Regions from separate parts of the Mus musculus genome. Here region 2 is linked to region 1. The links are chromatin contacts, called in public promoter capture Hi-C maps. All regions are on one chromosome and are shown on one strand. The core of a region is the stretch at or near the end of the contact, and the rest is flanking DNA. Distances in the headings are between cores, read along the strand shown.

Region 1 (4,448 bases), core at 1,565-4,064:
GTCACCAAACCTCTCTGCCCTTCCAGTGTCCCTGCCTATACCCCTCCCAGCACCCCAGCACCCCTGCCCCTTTCTGGTATCTTTCTGCCCTCCCTTGCAATCTTCCTTCATTCTTTGTGCATGACTCCATCCTTGCATTACTCCATCCTTGCATAGGTCTGATCCCCGTCCCCTCCCTCTCTTGGCTCCTCTTCCTATATCCCTGCTCTCCATCCTGTCTCTTGCCCCCCCCTCCCCCTCCCCCATTTCTTCTCTGCTCAGTTCCCCTTCCCTAACGAGAAGAGACAGCCAGGCCTGCCATCCCCTCTTCTCCCCTCCCCCGCCACTGTGTGGGGCTGCCTGGATGACATAGATGAGCAGAGAGAGATAGGGAAGAGTGGGGAGGGAGGCTCAGGCTCCAGCAGGAGGTCCAGGTGGTGTAAGCCCCATTCCCAGAGGAGGCCAGGAAGCAGGGAGGCTGAGCAGCTAGAGCCAGGGGAAAGAGATGTAGGGAAAGCAAGGGAGAGATGGAGAGAGCAAAGGAAGGACAAACAGAACAGAAAGGAGAAAGAGCCCGGAAAGAGAGAGAAGGGAGAGATGGAAAGGGAAATGAAAAAAGAAAAAGGAGAGGGAGAGAGAAGGAATGAGGAAGTGGAGATAGGAGTAGGATGGGTTAGGAAAGGCCAAGGTCCTCTCCCCAACGTTCGAAGGGAAGGCCCAGCCCCAGGAAATCCCCCCAGGGATTCAACAGAGAAGGGACAGTCACCACAGGTCTAGGAAATAGGAAGCACTTTGGGGAGCTTGCCCAGCCTGGCTATTGGGTTGCTGGCTTTCAAAGGCTTTCAAGGGACGGGAGTGGAACCTTGGGAGAGTGTCCTTTTCGGTTTCCCCGTTCGCAGGCTGGGAAGGGGAACAAGGTTTGCTCTGGGGTTCTGTGGAATCTGCTATGAGGTACCACACGGGTGGATTCTAAGAATTCACTCAGAGGGACAGGTACAGATCTCATCTATCTGGGAGGTCAAGGCCAATGACCTCAAAGGAGGTGACGAAAGAAAAAACGAGGCCAAAAGTGACAGGCATTCTCCCTACGATCCTTCTGATCCCCGTTCTGAGCAAACTCTCCAGAAACTCCCCGCTCCCCATCCCAGAGTGTGTAGTTAGGAAGAAACAGCCAGGTCACCTGCTAGGGGCGGGGCGAGGTCAGCACACCTGTTTACACCTCACCCCATCCCCCACCCCCACCCCCTGGCCTCGCAGAGCCCCAAGTCCCCTCCAGGGCTGGGGGGTGGGGAAAGGGGAGCGAGTCTTAGAGAGGAGGCTCCTCCCATTTACCTCTCCAAGTGCTTCGAGGACAAAGGCGTGACCAAAGGAGAGATAAGGTCCCGAAACCAGGAGTTGGGACTCTTAGCGCTCCAGCCCCGCCCCGCCCCTCCCAAACTAGGTGAAAGCGATACCGGAAAACTTCCCCAGGGACGTTGCCACTCACAAGGAAAGGGGGAAGGGGAGGAAAACTGCAAACCTCCCGGGCTCTGACTCTACCTGGGACACAGCCGACTAAGTTCCCAATTTCAGGCTACGTCTTTAAGCCTTTGATTATATTTGGGGGCAGAGGGGTAAAGGTCAGAGTCCCTTGATCATTAAATTCCATTGCCTACAGCTAAATCCGAACCTGCCAAGATAGTGCCTCTGGACCCTAACTGCACCTGGACCCCAGCGAGCAGAGCTCTTTGCCCACAGTTAAACCCAAGACCCACAAGTTTGAACCCCTTTTCTCCAATTCTATCTAGACCCGGGTTAGGCTCGCCTTCTGAGATCCTGGAGGCAGAACCTCTTAATTTTCCCAGAACCCAGGGGTCAGTGTCTGTAAACTCCCTGAGGCTTGCACTCCAGACTCACACCCTTCCTGCCCCTGAGTGCCCCCAACTCTCATCATTGGTTTGCCAAGGGCTCCCAAAGACCGAACTCATCCCCCCCCCAACACACACTCGTCTTGGGAACCTCGACTGTGGGTCCCCTCGCGCCCAATTCTCCCCGGGCCTCGGATGCCCAACCCAACAAGAAGGAAAAGAAAAAAAAGGGGGGGGGGTGTCGTCCCTCCTCACCATCACGACCCTCCAGCTAGTGTGAGTGGGGGGAACATTCTCCACATTCCTGAGGGGGGAGAGCAGAGACGGAAATCCAGATTCCGGATAAGTGATCAGCACAGGATGGGGAGGATTTAACCCTTTCCACGCCGAGGGAGGTGGAGGGGGTCAGAAACCCGGGTTAGAATGGACACTTGTGATTACGCGAGGTGCAGAGAGGGAGGTTAGGAGACTCGGAGAGAGAGCCCGGTGTGTTGCGAGAATCTCGATCAGTAGGGCCAACCTAGAAGGGGGCACGAGGGAAAGGGGCCTCGGGGAGCTGGGAGTGAGGTGGGGGACGATGCCCCGTTCCCTCCCTTCTGAGGACTGACGAAGGCATCCGCGCGTTTTCACCTGTTTCCTGAAGCAGGAGCAGTAGCAGCGGCAACAACGGCAGCGTCGGTGACAATCTGGACGGCGGGAGGACTGCGGCCCGGGCCATGGGGGGCCCGGGGAGGGACTGGGCCCGGGCAGGGGGTGCCTAGGGACCACTCTTCGTGTACCGATCGGCTGGGAGGGCAGTCAGGGGTCTGAAGTGTCCGGCTCCAGGCCGGCTTCCGCCGCTCACGGCTCCCCGGATCAGTTCGTTCGGCCCAGCTTTCCCTCGCCTGGCTCTCAGGATCCGCGCCCCCCGGCCCCTCGCTTAGCTCCAGCGGGCCGGACTCATGACGTCACAGGCCCCGCCCCTCTTCGCCAAGCCGATCCTAGGGCTCAGGCTCCGCCCCTCTCAGGGCTAAGACCCCGCCCATCCCGCGTCCCACACCTGTCTGGCCCCACGATTCTATCTCCGCCTTCTCCTGGAATTAACTATTTGACCACGCCCACTCGACATGGAGCCACGCCCACACACAACCCGGGAAGACCCACTGCGCCCCCTACTGGTCACTCTAATGAGACGCGGTCACACCCCCTTCTAAACTTCCGGTCGCCTCCCACCAGGAGAAGCCATGCCTTCTCGCCCAGACCACGCCCCACTGCCCTCTGGTTAGCCTGAGTATGTGGGCTCTCATAGGGCCTCCCTTCCTGAGGCACCGCCCCTTGGTGAGGCCACACCCCTGTCCCAGCCTTTCTCCTAGTCCTGCTGCTGTGGTAGGTCGGGGTCACTTCTTAGTGGACCCCATTTCTTTCTGATCTCTGCCCTGGGTTCTCGTGTCGCCGCATCATTTCTTTCCAGATTTCTCCTCTTTCTCTACCTCTGAGTCTCCCTCCGCATCCCCATGTTTCTCTGTGGCTCTGCTCTGGTGTTTCTTTGTCTGTCCATGTGCCTATGTCACTTAGTCCCCGTGTCTCGTTGCATTCCTTTGACTGTGTGCGTCTCTCTTTGCGTCCCTGTCACTTTCTGTTTCTTGTCTCATAGTTTTTTTCTGTGTCACTCTTAATATTCCTGTCCCTGCATCTGGCCTCTGCGTCCCTCCCACCCAGTATCCTTTTTTTATATCGCAGCCTTCCGCGAGGGGGCAGCATAAACCAACCCAGCAGGCCGAACCCCGCTGGGTGGGGCTGGACCAGTCAGTCTGTCCTCTGGCCCTACCAGTCCCTTCCGGTTGTCCTTGTCCCACTTTCTCTATCTCACCAGAATCCTGTGGTCTTTGTGGCTGGTTTTGAGGCGGCCCTTTTGTCTCTTCGTAGACGCTCCACCCTCCCCACCCCCACCCGCCTTTTCACATTCCCAGGGCCGCCGAGTGGAGCTAATGAGAAGGTCCACTTGTTGGGGATGGGGGAGGGGAACAGGTACTCCGCTGCTGAAGTACCTGACAGCCAAATCCTCCCCAAGGGCCAGGCATTTGGGGGTTTCTTGTGAGAGAGCCACCTGGGCTGGGGTAGGGCCCCTTCTCCACCGGCCACATACATGAAGCCCCTCTCCCATGTGGCAAGGCCCAAGGAGTGGACCCTGGCTCTGACCAACTTGCTTTCCACTCTTGTTAATGCTCCTATTTGTTTGCTTGCTGATTATTTTGTGTGTGTGCAGGCCGTGCTGACTTCTGAAGGGCAAATAACAACTTGCTTTGAGTTGGAAGCAGCAAGTGGGTGCCGGGGCCCCAACTCACGTAGCCAAGTTTGGTGGCACAACCTTTGAAGCCATTCCACCCACCTTGGTTTTGTTTTATGAGATGGCATCTCCTGTCGTCCTGGCTAACCAGCCAGGGATTGTAGGCATGCACTGACTCCAAGTTGAGCTAGCTCTCTCCTTTCTGAGCTGTTGCCACACCCCTTTAACAACATTGTTGATAAAGGGTTTTAGCTTTGTCTGCCCACCAGGCCCTCGTGTAAGTCTTCTCCCAAGCAGTCCCCGATCAAGCCGTGGAGAAGGAAGGGGAACTGAGTCATGGGAAGGGAAAGTGGCTT
Region 2 (4,360 bases), core at 1,647-4,146, 660 kb before region 1:
GCTCCAGGTCCCAACTCTGATCCCCACCGACAGGCTGAAGAGGCTGACCTAGTGGCTGTCCCTGCCCCTGTGGCTGAGGCAGAGACCACGGTAACGCTGCAGCAGCTCCAGGAAGCCCTGGAAGAAGAGGTTCTCACCCGGCAGAGCCTGAGCCGCGAGCTGGAGGCCATCCGGACCGCCAACCAGAACTTCTCCAGGTCAGGGTCACAGTGCTGGGGTGAGGGGAGAGGAGAGCAGCAACCCTCGCAGTCTCCTCACCGATAGGTCGGCTCACTCCCCTATCTTTCCCAGCCAACTACAGGAGGCCGAGGTCCGAAACCGAGACCTGGAGGCGCATGTTCGGCAGCTACAGGAACGGATGGAGATGCTGCAGGCCCCAGGAGCCGCAGGCGAGTCCCTCACCTGCTTCCAGCCAAGGGGGCACTGGGTGGAGATGGGGGGCATGTTGGGTGTGTGAACCCTCGGGGCAGGGGAGGAGTCCAGGCTGGGGCACCGCAGCCGCGCCACTGCCTTTCTCCTCCATCCTCCACACTCCATACACCTCTCTCTTCTCCTTCCAGCCATCACGGGGGTCCCCAGTCCCCGGGCCACGGATCCACCTTCCCATGTAAGACCCCTCTCTCCCCTCCCCGATCCCCATCTTAGATATGCTACCCACAGCCCTTCTCCCGTCCACGTTTAGGGTCCATTCTCCTTGGGGGTTCCAGAAGAAAGCTGCCCTTCACTCATCCATTCAGCATGCACTATCTACCAGCTCTCCCTCGTTTCAGGCTTCTCGCCAAATCCTCCCCAAGGGAACTCCCTATACTCCCGTTCTGGCCTCGACTAGATTCCCGCACTGCCTCTCGCCCTGCTGCTGGGCTCCGATCGGGTCACCTGTCCCTTCTCTCTCCAGCTAGATGGCCCCCCGGCCGTGGCTGTGGGCCAGTGCCCGCTGGTGGGGCCAGGCCCCATGCACCGCCGTCACCTGCTGCTCCCTGCCAGGGTATGTCCCACGTCCGCCCACCACGGGCCTCTGCCTAGCTCTGCCCACTGAGTGTCACCACTGCTTGCTGTGCCTCTGTGGAGCTCGGCCCACCGCAGGGAGGGGGGGTATTCGGGCGGCCAATCAACACAGGCTGCTGCTAAGTAGCCAATGACGAGTTCCAACAGGAGCTCTTTCTTGCGAGCAGACCAACTTTAGCTGCGGGCTGTGGGGACCAGAGATGCGCTCAGAGGCCCATCTATGGGTATAGGCTGGGCGGCTCCCAGGAGCCAGTGGGCCCCTGTAGCCTAGTGCTAATCCAACCTTCTCTCCTGCAGATCCCTAGGCCTGGCCTATCCGAGGCGCGTTGCCTGCTCCTGTTCGCCGCTGCTCTGGCTGCTGCCGCCACACTGGGCTGCACTGGGTTGGTGGCCTATACCGGCGGTCTCACCCCAGTCTGGTGTTTCCCGGGAGCCACCTTCGCCCCCTGAACCCTAAGACTCCAAGCCATCTTTCATTTAGGCCTCCTAGGAAGGTCGAGCGACCAGGGAGCGACCCAAAGCGTCTCTGTGCCCATCGCGCCCCCCCCCCCCCCCCACCGCTCCGCTCCACACTTCTGTGAGCCTGGGTCCCCACCCAGCTCCGCTCCTGTGATCCAGGCCTGCCACCTGGCGGCCGGGGAGGGAGGAACAGGGCTCGTGCCCAGCACCCCTGGTTCCTGCAGAGCTGGTAGCCACCGCTGCTGCAGCAGCTGGGCATTCGCCGACCTTGCTTTACTCAGCCCCGACGTGGATGGGCAAACTGCTCAGCTCATCCGATTTCACTTTTTCACTCTCCCAGCCATCAGTTACAAGCCATAAGCATGAGCCCCCTATTTCCAGGGACATCCCATTCCCATAGTGATGGATCAGCAAGACCTCTGCCAGCACACACGGAGTCTTTGGCTTCGGACAGCCTCACTCCTGGGGGTTGCTGCAACTCCTTCCCCGTGTACACGTCTGCACTCTAACAACGGAGCCACAGCTGCACTCCCCCCTCCCCCAAAGCAGTGTGGGTATTTATTGATCTTGTTATCTGACTCACTGACAGACTCCGGGACCCACGTTTTAGATGCATTGAGACTCGACATTCCTCGGTATTTATTGTCTGTCCCCACCTACGACCTCCACTCCCGACCCTTGCGAATAAAATACTTCTGGTCTGCCCTAAATCCCGCGCAATATCTCTGTTGTGGAAAGGAAACCGCCCCGCAGGCCAATGGAGAGTCCAATAGAGACAACCAATGGCTTGAGTGGGAGCTAGAGGGGAGGCAAAGCGCACGAATCAGGTTGAAGGGTGGGGCTTAGGCATCCAGCCAGTAGGAGAGAAGCAACAAGCCACCAGAGACACCACCGCCCCCCACCCTCCCCCCCAGCTGTGACCCAGCTGTGCCACTCAAGTTTGGAAAAAAGTAGGGGGTTGGGCCAGCAGCGGGCACACCATCTTCCCACTGCGCCTGCGCAAGCCACGCGCATCCGCTTTTTGGACCGACACTCCAGAAAAGTTGCTGCAAACTTTCTAGCGCGATTCCCCGCCCCTCCTCCCAGCTAGATCCACCGCCTACCCGCGGGGCCGGGAATTCCGAGGGGCGGAGCACGGCGCGGAGATGGGAAGGGAGGGGGCCCTTCAAGGGACCCGGGAGATGGGAGCGGCTTCGCGCCCTTAACCCTCCGGACGGCCCATTACCTTCTCCGTTGCTCTGATAGGGAAACTGAGGCCCTGAGTCAGAGGCACACAAGGGGGGAAGGCCAAAAGCGCGGCCAGAGACGGAGGGAAAACAAAGAATCCTGACAGCCCGGGAGGGGGGCGGACACACAGGGACAAGGACAGACCCGAGTGCAGAGCTGGGTCTAGTCTTTGGGAGGGGGCCAGAAGACTGCAAGGGGACCGGGGGGGGGGGCGGCGAGGAGGACTGGGCGGAGGAGGGGGCTGGGGAAGCCCGCGGGAGGCGGCAAAGGAGGGAGGAACTTTCCAAAGTTGCCAAACATGGCTACCTCGCCTGCGGAGCCGAGCGCGGGGCCCGCGGCTCGGGGGGAGGCGGCGGCGGCGACCGAGGAGCAGGAGGAGGAAGCGCGCCAGCTTCTGCAGACTCTGCAGGCAGCCGAGGGGGAGGCGGCGGCGGCCGGGGCGGGAGATGCGGCGGCGGCGGCGGACTCTGGGTCCCCGAGTGGCCCGGGGTCTCCCCGGGAGACCGTGACCGAGGTGCCCACTGGCCTTCGCTTCTCGCCCGAACAGGTGGCATGCGTGTGCGAGGCGCTGCTGCAGGCGGGCCACGCCGGCCGCTTGAGCCGCTTCCTGGGCGCGCTGCCCCCGGCCGAGCGCCTACGTGGCAGCGATCCGGTGCTGCGCGCGCGGGCCCTAGTGGCCTTCCAGCGGGGTGAATACGCCGAGCTCTACCAACTTCTCGAGAGCCGCCCTTTCCCCGCCGCCCACCACGCCTTCCTGCAGGACCTCTACCTGCGCGCGCGCTACCACGAGGCCGAGCGGGCCCGTGGCCGTGCGCTGGGCGCTGTGGACAAATACCGGCTGCGCAAGAAGTTCCCTCTGCCCAAGACCATCTGGGATGGCGAGGAGACCGTCTATTGCTTCAAGGAGCGCTCGCGAGCGGCGCTCAAGGCCTGCTACCGCGGCAACCGCTATCCCACGCCTGACGAGAAGCGCCGCCTGGCCACGCTCACCGGCCTCTCGCTTACACAGGTCAGCAACTGGTTCAAGAACCGGCGACAGCGCGACCGCACTGGGACCGGCGGTGGAGCGCCTTGCAAAAGGTGAGGGGGGAACCGACCCTCCTTCCTCGGTGGCCGCTGGAGTCTGCGCAAGTGACCCTTCACATCCCTCTTCGGTGGCGTCGGCGAGTGCATAGGCTGAGCGTGGAGAGACCAGGCACACCCTGGGTTCTCTGGGCATCACTGCCTCAGGGGCAGAGGTTGTTCCAGCTACTTCTAAGCTGGGAACGCAGTGCCAGGAATGGGGGGGGGGGCGGGGGCGGGACGGGCAGTGAGAAAAGTGAGGTATCCCTGGAGGAGCGGTAGTAAGGAAGGGAAAGGGGCCTTTGTCTAAGGCACCCAGGGTAGGGACCCGCTTTTGGGGCCTCTGCAACCTGGCCCCTCGGTAACCATTACTTACACCCACCCCCACGCCCCCTCCAGCCCAAACAGCGTGGTCTGTCGCTTGTCTTTGTTGTGAAACGTGAACCTTCTCCGGCTCCGGTTTCCCTGTAACCCAAGCCCTTCCCCTCCCACCTCAGCGCCAGGCCTCTAGCTCTGGTCTCTGACGCCGTGGGGGTGGGGGGTGAGGAAGAACTGGAGTAAAAGCTGCTGCCTCACTCCGCAGCCACGCGCCTGCCGACCCAGGGGA

What was found. Capture Hi-C pulls out chosen DNA fragments and counts their contacts.
Region 2: a promoter capture Hi-C map of adipose tissue shows a contact between it and region 1. The contact joins the promoter of Six5 here to the promoter of Nectin2 in region 1. A contact is called at or near these places in 3 of 39 promoter capture datasets (cranial neural crest, liver and second pharyngeal arch cranial neural crest), 1 of 484 Hi-C or Micro-C datasets (nephron progenitors) and 4 of 9 other capture datasets (adipose tissue, liver, macrophages and 1 more).

The regions. Positions count from the first base shown.
Region 1 is chr7:19,746,759-19,751,206 of GRCm38.p6, forward strand. It overlaps Nectin2 (nectin cell adhesion molecule 2), which reads right to left and starts at 2,815. Exons shown (of 9, transcript NM_008990.3): 1 at 2,457-2,815. The coding sequence starts at 2,544. It overlaps Gm34744 (a long non-coding RNA gene), which reads left to right and starts at 2,812. Exons shown (of 3, transcript XR_881878.3): 1 at 2,812-3,191.
Region 2 is chr7:19,091,648-19,096,007 of GRCm38.p6, forward strand. It overlaps Six5 (sine oculis-related homeobox 5), which reads left to right and starts at 2,897. Exons shown (of 3, transcript NM_011383.1): 1 at 2,897-3,771. The coding sequence starts at 2,990. It overlaps Dmpk (dystrophia myotonica-protein kinase), which reads left to right. Exons shown (of 15, transcript NM_001379257.1): 11 at 34-197; 12 at 292-389; 13 at 561-607; 14 at 900-985; 15 at 1,303-2,174. The coding sequence ends at 1,462.